Linked DNA regions of Mus musculus: region 2 is linked to region 1. The links are chromatin contacts, called in public promoter capture Hi-C maps. All regions are on one chromosome and are shown on one strand. Each heading gives the region's core, a stretch centred on a gene start, on an enhancer-like site or on the middle of the called end of the contact. The rest is flanking DNA. Distances are from core to core; before and after follow the strand shown.

The links. Promoter capture Hi-C pulls out the DNA fragments that hold promoters and counts their contacts.
Region 2: a contact with region 1 is called in a promoter capture Hi-C map of hippocampal neurons, with 3 times the contacts expected there. The contact joins two enhancer-like sites. A contact is called at or near these places in 3 of 39 promoter capture datasets (cranial neural crest, hippocampal neurons and liver) and 1 of 115 datasets of contacts at active chromatin or transcription factors (astrocytes).

What each region holds. Positions count from the first base shown.
Region 1 is chr4:80,863,008-80,867,213 of GRCm38.p6, forward strand. No RefSeq gene overlaps it. Among named protein-coding and RNA genes, the nearest start is that of Tyrp1, 31 kb to the left of the region's middle. Within about 2 kb of position 1,819, at least 95 of the 459 cell types and tissues checked have an H3K27ac peak or open chromatin away from gene starts, as enhancers often do. A contact at or near this core is called in hippocampal neurons, where this site is marked.
Region 2 is chr4:83,276,678-83,281,218 of GRCm38.p6, forward strand. All of the region lies in intron 2 of Ttc39b (tetratricopeptide repeat domain 39B), which reads right to left. Among named protein-coding and RNA genes, the nearest start is that of Gm42307, 5.5 kb to the right of the region's middle. Within about 2 kb of position 2,719, at least 21 of the 459 cell types and tissues checked have an H3K27ac peak or open chromatin away from gene starts, as enhancers often do. A contact at or near this core is called in hippocampal neurons, where this site is marked.

The sequences.
Region 1 (4,206 bases), core at 569-3,068:
TACTACCATGCTGTTGTTTCTTTCTTACCCTCAGATTTGGCCCGATTTTGTCAATAAATCTGCTGAAAATTGAATAGAAATCTCCCACAAGATGGCCCCTTTGAGCACATTTCACAATTTTGATTATGGGCAACAAGCGACTCTGGCTGAAATGAACAACGTTCGCAGCTGCCGCTCTTTTTCTGGCTTAAAAATGCTCACGTGATCATTGAAAACAGAAGAAACAGCTTCTATGTTGATGGAAGAGACATTTGTAATTAATAATCCCCCCATACTGCTAACATTCCCAGCTAAACAATAATAGCAAGCATGTGTCCCCGTTTCTTGTATAATTACGCTCCTTCATCATGGTCATCAGGCTCTTCCGGGCGCACAATGAAAGGTGGGTGCTACAGCATCCAAGTACATCCACAGACAATAGATGAGCCTGACCGACTAAAGACACTGATGGTTGTGACCAAGCTGAAAGGGCTAGGCGGGCGTGGGAATCAGACCCACTTGGCCTATGCTAAGCATACAGATATTGAAAGGAATGGTTAATTTGGTAGACAAATATCTAAAGCTTTCAAAGAAAAACTGACCTATGATCCATGTTTAGCTTTCTTAAGAAAATTCCAGTGTGTGGAACGTTTGCAAGAATATAATGCACCCTCAAAAATGTTATAGGTAGGTTTAACTGGTACTACATTTTGCACATATGTTTTCGCTATTACTATTCGTGTGTGTGTGTGTGTGTGTGTGTGTGTGTGTGTGTGTGTGTGGTGTGTTTCCTGAGCAAGAATAGAAGTAAGTAGATGATATTTGGGCCCTTTATTCCTGTTTCAGTTGTGTCACCCCTGTGAATGTTTTTTCAGGAAAGTTCTCTTACTATACATAATGAAATGGAAAGGAAATTTGACAGAAATAGAACACTCCTTTCTAATGTGTAGTTCAAAACTTTCCCAGTTCTAGTAGTGACCTTTAGAATGTTTTTTATAAACAAACAAACAAGCAGCTTTTAAGAAGAAAAATAAAATCATGTAGAAATGCCAACATCTTAGTCCTAACTGTCTCAGACTCCCTCACCACATCGATCAGGCTGGCCTGGAACTCCGCCCGCCTTTGCTCCCTGAGTGCCAAAGTTAAAGGCGTGCCCCACTGGCTTGCCGGTCCTCTAGTAGTTCATAACTTCTCTAAGCGACCGTTTTCTTATATTTAAAATAAGGACAGCTCTACAAAACAAAAATAAATTTGTAAACACTCAAAGTAAGAATGTATGTTGTGTATCTGTAGTGATGGTGTATGGGCTTTAATGTAAAAGAACTTAATAAACTTCAAGAGGTTCTACGAAGTTCAGTGATAACTACATTTTTTAAACAATCATCTGTAAATATATATATATATATATATATATATATATATATATATATATATATATATATATGTATGCTGCAAAGTTTGATCTCTAGGTTTGCCATAGCTTGTAGCACGCTGATTTCCAACTGAATGCTCTCCTCCCAGTGCCATCGAGGGCATGTCACAGCTAATTATCTGTCATCACGCCCTGTTGCATAGGCGGTACCTTGCCTGCTGCTGCTGGGACCTCTCGCTGTCTGTTGATTCATTTGCATTACCTCCTGAGAGCCTCTGCTGTGTGTGGAGCACACAAAGCAGAGCCCAGGGGCTAACTGGCAGGCCCGTCAGAACCGCGGAACGCTTCTCAGTCCCCTCCTCATTACTTAGTGAGTAATGTGGGGATGTTCTCTGCTTCACGCGCTCTGGCAAAGTAAACGGTCATCTGCTGCTTCAGCTGCTTCCCAGCGTCTGGGGTGCAGCACTACAACGCAGGAGGAACTGCGCTTGCACTTATGCAAATCATGATGGAGCGCCTGGGTTTGGCAGCATTCCTTCCAGAAGCCTCCTTTGCGCGCTGCACCGGCTGCCTGTTTGGTGCTTCCAGGGTTTTGAGAGGCAACCTCAGAATAGATCTTGCCCAGCTCAATGTATTTCTATGTTCCTGGACTAAGGAAAACATTCAGCTCTTCCCTACGTCCATACTGAAACCACAATGTTTCAATTTCATCTCTAAAATACACGTTTGAGACCGAGTCGGCTTATGCATATCTGTCTTTTTAAATTAAGGAGATGTACTTCCTTAACTGATACTCCGGGTTAGATTTAAAATATATGAAAGCATTCTAACAGATCATCTACACATAGCACACGTACCAAATTGTTGGAGTGTATGTGTATGTGAATTTATATGACGTATATGTATATGTATACGTATGTGTGTATGTGTGTATATATATACATGTTATGATATGTATGTGTATATGTATATATAAGTATGATATATGTATATATGTGTGTGTGCACGTGTGTATGTATATATTAACATTTTGTCCTAATAATTTTATTATCACTATACATAGTTTTAAAGCAGTAAAGTGAATTTTATTCAGGTATTTCTTTTTTTCTCCAATTTTTTATTAGGTATTTTCTTCACTTACATTTCAAATGCTATCTCAAAAGTCCCCTATACCCTCCCCTCACCCTGCTCCCCTACCCACCCACTCACACTTCTTGGCCCTGGTGTTCCCCTGTACTGGGGTATATAAAGTTTGCAAGACCAAGGGGCCTCTTTGGAGCTGAGACGAAAGGATGGACCATCCAGAGACTGCCACACCTGGGGATCCATCCCATAATCAACCACCAAACGCAGACACTATTGCATACACCAGCAAGATTTTGCTGAAGGGACCCTGATATAGCTATCTCTTGTGAGGCTATGCCAGTGCCTGGCAAACACAGAAGTGGATGCTCACAGTCAGGTATTAGATGGAACACAGGGCCCCCAATGGAAGAGCTAGAGAAAGCACCCAAGGAGCTGAAGGGGTCTGCAATTCTATAGGAAGGACAACAATATGAACTATTCAGGTATTTCTTTAGCACCTTTCAGCTACTTTAATCCCAGCAAAGACAGGTCGGAAAGTGACAAAGATTCACTTCATCTTTGTACGAAATCTTAGTTCACTAACGGGTGGGAATTTTTGGTTTTCTTTCTTTTTTCTCTGCATTAGTCTATGCTTTTTAGGACAGAGTATTTCTGTAAAAAAAATAAATAAATTCATAGTCAGCTTAGAGAACAAGAGAATGGCAAAGATGCATGGCAAAAATTAATAATAAAATTGAAAACTGAGCCAGGAAACTTGTAAAGTCGTTGGAAAAGCTCTGTGCTTAGGGCCGCTTTCCTCTAGATGTCAGTGTAGTCCTAGACTTTACAGCCCCTAGCTGTACTGAACCGAAGGGCACAGGAAAATGTTTATTGCAGGCCCGTGCTATGTATGTAATTGAATGGTTTTTCTTTTGACAACTGAACCAGATTTGCAACTATGGATGTTCGTGTGAAGATGACATAATAGATTTTGTTCTAGAAGAACAAAACATGGCTAACACATCTTACACACACTGTTTTCTGCAACGTTGTAGGCATTTCCCAACCCTGGCATTCACTGTGGCATGCATAACTGAAGGATGTCATATGCTGAGATGTTAGTATTTTAAAAGCTCAATAAGTTCCATTATCTTAGATGGTTATTGATATAATTGATGATGACTGAACTCAATTTAATCTGCCCATTAGCATGGAGTCTTGCATTACACTTTTATCACCAAAAGGCTAGCAACACCAAATATTAGAAGAAAGAAAGTTATGAATCTGTGGAGTACGTATTGCAATTTATCACAACATGTGCAGCTAAACACGGAAATTCACAGTTCCCCAGCCATAAAGACACCATTATCATCTTCTCTAGAGATGAAACTTGATCACAGGGTTGGTATAGACAACTTCCTATACAGATGGCAAAAATACTAAAGAACTAAACTAGATGGTGGTGAAGATAAATAAATGTATATATATTCATTTCTCTGCTTGAATTAGTGACAAATTCTTATTCTGTCTTGGGCCTCTGGACTTCTCAACATGTGCCATGACCCAATCAATAGTTCAGCTGGTCATGTTACAAGATTGAAATTCTCCAAATGATAGATGGTAACAATTCACAAATGAGGGTTTATTTCACAGTTTAAAACAAAAAACAAATGAAGTCTAATAAGCCTTGCTCTCAGCAGACAGGTAGGCAAATGTCTGAGGTTGAGGCCATCTGAGTATACATAGCAAGTTCCAAGCCACTCAGAGCTACAGAGTGAGACCCTGTCTAA
Region 2 (4,541 bases), core at 1,469-3,968, 2.4 Mb after region 1:
ACACAACTAAATAAAATGTTTTTTAATCAAAAAGAGGGGCTAGAGAGACAACTCAGCTGTTAAAGGCACTTGCTGCTTTTCCAGGAACTCAAGTTACATTCTCAGAATCCAGAGGCGGTTCACAACTGCCGTAACTCCAGCTCCAGGGAATATGACATCCTCTACTGGTCCTTGCTAGCCCCTGTGCAAGTTGGAATGATGCTTTTGTGTACTGTGTAAAGATTACCCTTGCATTATTCAAATGCTGATTTATATACAGACAGAGAATTGAGTACAGACCAGTCTTTGATAGTTATTTTTGTGAGGCATCACCTGTCTCAGTGTTTTGTAAACATCCTTCTCTATCACCTTCTGACTGGGCAGTCAAGAGTTGATTGGCCAATTAGCTGGGCAGAGGAAATAGGAAAGCTGGACTTCCAATCCCAGCCAGGGGTCCCACGGAGAAAAAAGTAAAAGGACCAGGAGGAGAGGTGAAGAGACCCCGTGGAGAGACCCTGGAGGATTCGCCATGAGATTGCAATGAGAGAGCAGACACGAGGGCACACATGGACCAGAGCGAGGCAGGGCAAAACCAGATTGGCAAGTAACAGGGCATTTGTCTGATATTAACAGCCTTAGAGGATTAGAATAGCTCAGAATCTGCCCAGCCTAGACTTGCAGCTTGTTAATAAATGTAATAGGTCTTTGGGTCAATTCTTTGGGAGATACAATTGCAATAGATCAAGTTTTTATGCATAAAGTACAGTCTACAGCTACGCTTACACCACAGACACAGAGAATATATACAAATAAAAATAAATCTTTTCCTTTAAGTCTGAAACAAAGATGCTCGGTGGAGGAGGGTGGGAGTAAAGGGAAGACAAACAGCCAGAACTCAGAATGTCAATCAACAGCGCTTTCCCTTCAGCACCCACCACCACTCACCTGCCTATCACCACAGCCACCAGGGTCAGAAGAATACCATCCCAACTTCCCCTCCTTCTCACCCCAACTCCTTATAGGAAATAAAACTGACAGAGCCATGGGGTGATAAAAAAAAAAAGATCCTTGTTTTATCCTGAAATAAGGAAATATTAGATATGACAGCAGTAGAGTGGTCCAAGACACCCTTCTCTAGACTTACTACCAAAGTTCACAAACCAAAACCAAACTCATCACTGTCATCTCTAGGATGTGGCAGGCAGGGTTCCTATTCTTTGTTCCTGTCCCCAGTGTTGCAAATTTTCAGACATAGTCATGTATTGTTTTCATAATCAAGTGAAGGAATACTTAGACTCCAAGCACTAGAGAGACATTCAAGTATTAGTTTAAGGAGAGAAACTCTCAACACCCCATGCACACCGCACACAGCTCAAATGGAGCTAAAATCAGGCCAGGCCATCTATGTATGGCCTGTAGCCTTGCCTGTAGCCCTTCCTAGCTAAAATCAGGCCAGGCCATCTATGTATGGCCTGTAGCCTTCCTGTAGCCTTGCCTGTAGCCTTGCCTGTAGCCTTCCTGTAGCCCTTCCTAGGAAGCCAGAGTTTCTCTACCTAATGTTTTTCCCACATCATTTTAGGTCATTCAGAAAAATTTCAATTTTCCACTAATGTGGCAAAGTTCTTAAACCTCTGTGGTCTTTTTCTAATTCGGCCTTTTTTTATCTCCTCCATTATAACATGCTCCATTACTATTTTAAGAATTAAACTAAAATAGTTCATTTTTAAACATCTCAACTGTTTTCAGATTTATAAATGTACCTTCAACCTGGTTTTTTCCTGTTGTCTGCCTTTGCTGAAACCGATCTATGCTCTAACCCTGTTTGCTTGTGCTGGGGACTGGGCTGCGCTGAGCACTCTCCCACTGAGCTATGTTTCCACCTCCTTTTCACTTCTATTCCAAGACAGGTTTCACTAAATTGCCCAGGCAGGCCTTGAGTTCTCCGTCTTCTTCCAGCCTCAGCCTCCCAGGCAGTGGGGATCACAGATCTTCCCAGGGACCCAGCTCAACGGGAGACCTACTCTTTACAGAAGGAACGAGCCCTGGAGGGACAATAAACAGTGGTGTACTAGCCATCTCTGGAGCCTAAATAAAGGTGGAAGGAGAGTGAGTACCCACTCCCAAAAGTTGTTCTCTGCCCATGACCACACACACACACACACACACACACACACACACACACTGTGGCACGTTTGCACCTGCACTCACACACATCTCACACACATGCATGACAGTAATAAACTAAATTTTAGGAGAGATGTGGCTTAGCAACATGGTAGTGAAGTGCTGATGAACGTGGCAGAATGCTAACTGACACCACTTAAGTTGTATTCATCGAGTCGGATGGAGCATCCAGGAGGAACAAAGTGAGCCAACTCCTAAATAACAAGCTCTTCCAGGGACAGCAAACATCTTGAAGAAAGCCAGTGTCTCAGCAGTTATCCCTGGGCTTTGCAAGGGGGAACCTTCATTTAGCATTACGCCGACTGGGTAAAGGAACCAGGGGACAACTGAAGGGTTGCCCACCCTCCCCTCAGCAGACCAGCCACCCTGGTCTACCCCCCAACCTCGACACACTCACTGTTAAAGCCAACTGTGGGAAAGTCAATCGACAGCCATCAGCCAGCCAGGGCAGGCACTCAAGGCTGGTTCTCAAGGACATAAAGTTAACTTCAGAGCGAGATGGAAGCACAGGCAGAAAGCTGAGGACACGGAAGCACAGAAACAGCCTTGTTCACTGGGAAGACTCCCACCGCCCGTCTGCAGCACCCACTCTCGAATGACTCACAAGGAGTATATAACACCACCACCACCACCACCTTTTTTTGAGACAGAGTTTCATATAGCCCAAACCAGCTTTAAGCTTGCAATCCTCCTGCCTCAACCTCCCAAAGGCTGAGATGACGACAGATGTGTGCCACCATACCCAGCTTATAGAGAAAATAAAAAGTACATACTGAAACTAGATTAAGCATATTCATTGGCTCTTCATTTGGCTACTGCACGTTCCCTCTCTGTCTGGAATTACTACAAAAATGAGGCTATTTTCAGGCTAGCTTAGTGACAAAGTGGAAATAGCTTTAGCATCCGGGGTTCTTGTGGGCCAACCAATATCAAGAGAGAACTATAACTCCCCAGGATCAAGGCCGGGTCCACTCACACGCCCCACAGGTACCAACAACTACCCTCCACAATCATCCCCCCCCCCCCCCAGGCAGGCTAGAAGCTGGTGGGAAGGCAGGATGGCAACTCCCAGCCAGGCAGGGCTCCTCCCAATCACTTGCAGCTTCTCCCTGGAAGGAGAGAAGGAGCTAGACACAGCCGCCGCTGCAGAGTTTCAGGTCACTTGCCAATGACTCTCCCTCACCACTCCCAAAGCCAGCACCCTTCCAAAAGAGGGTACTGGCAATAGGAAAGTCAACTTAGCAACGCCAGCTCCACGTCGGTTTGTTCTCTGTTCCTGGTGGGAATGGGGGCTTTACAGCAAAGCCAAACCATTTGGGGAGAATAAGAGTTCATCTTCACCTAGCTTATAAACCAGCTCAGACCTGAAAGGACACTATTCCCCAAGGAGTGCTGTTTTCCTTGCCTGAAGACGCTGCAAGCTCCCAAGAGCAGAAATCTAGACGTTTGCAACTTCTGTCCTTAGGCAGAGCAAATCAAATTTCCTGTGTTATTCCAAATAAACTACAAGAGGGCGGCAGGTCTGCCGGAGATGTGCGCAGCTCCTACTCCGTCTTCCCAGGCCCCACTGCTCATCTCTTAACTGAAAGGCAAACAGGAAGAAAATCCTCCTCCCTCCCAGCAATAAATTTACTTCATCTCTTTCTCACCAGAGTACCCCAGGGACAGAGGAGGTGGCGTAGAGAGAAACAGGGCAAAACTGGATTGCTCCCCTAGGTGTGTCATCAGTTTTGATGGTAGGCCTCAGCAAGAGCAGGAAAGAACAATTCCCAGCTCAGTCTAATGGAGCCGCTCCATTTGTAAAACCACCTTTTAAACTGAGACACCACATAAATAAGCGCAAGGGGCTGTAATCGGTGGTGATGCTACTGGGCCACTTAAGATGAGGAGAACCAAGAGCTTCCCATTACACAGACCAGGGCATTCCTGCTACTCAGCAGTTCTGTCTAATGTTTCCAGTAGTCCTGGGACAGCTAAAAGCAGTGTTTGGCCAATTACAATACGCCTCCCAGCACGGAAGCAAATATTTGCAGGGTGCAGAGCAAATGCAGGTTTTCGGTGTGACGATAACTGGAAAGAAACTGAGCACTTTAGAAAAAAAAAAAGAAAAGAAGCCCCCAACTGAAACGAAGAATAGCTAGATATCTTTAAACAATTGCGAAGACAAGGTTTTCTTTCATCCACCTCCTAGTCCAAGAGAGGGAGCGAAAACAACGGCCACAAAAAAGCCATTTTCTCAGACTGTCTGCGTCTCTGCTCTCTGACTGGTTATTTGAGTTGTGGTGAGCAGTTTATGAAGTGAGCACGGGACTGTATTAGTGCAGGGATGCTGTGGCTGTGTCTGCGTGGAAGGAGGGCTTCATAAATGCTTAAGAAAT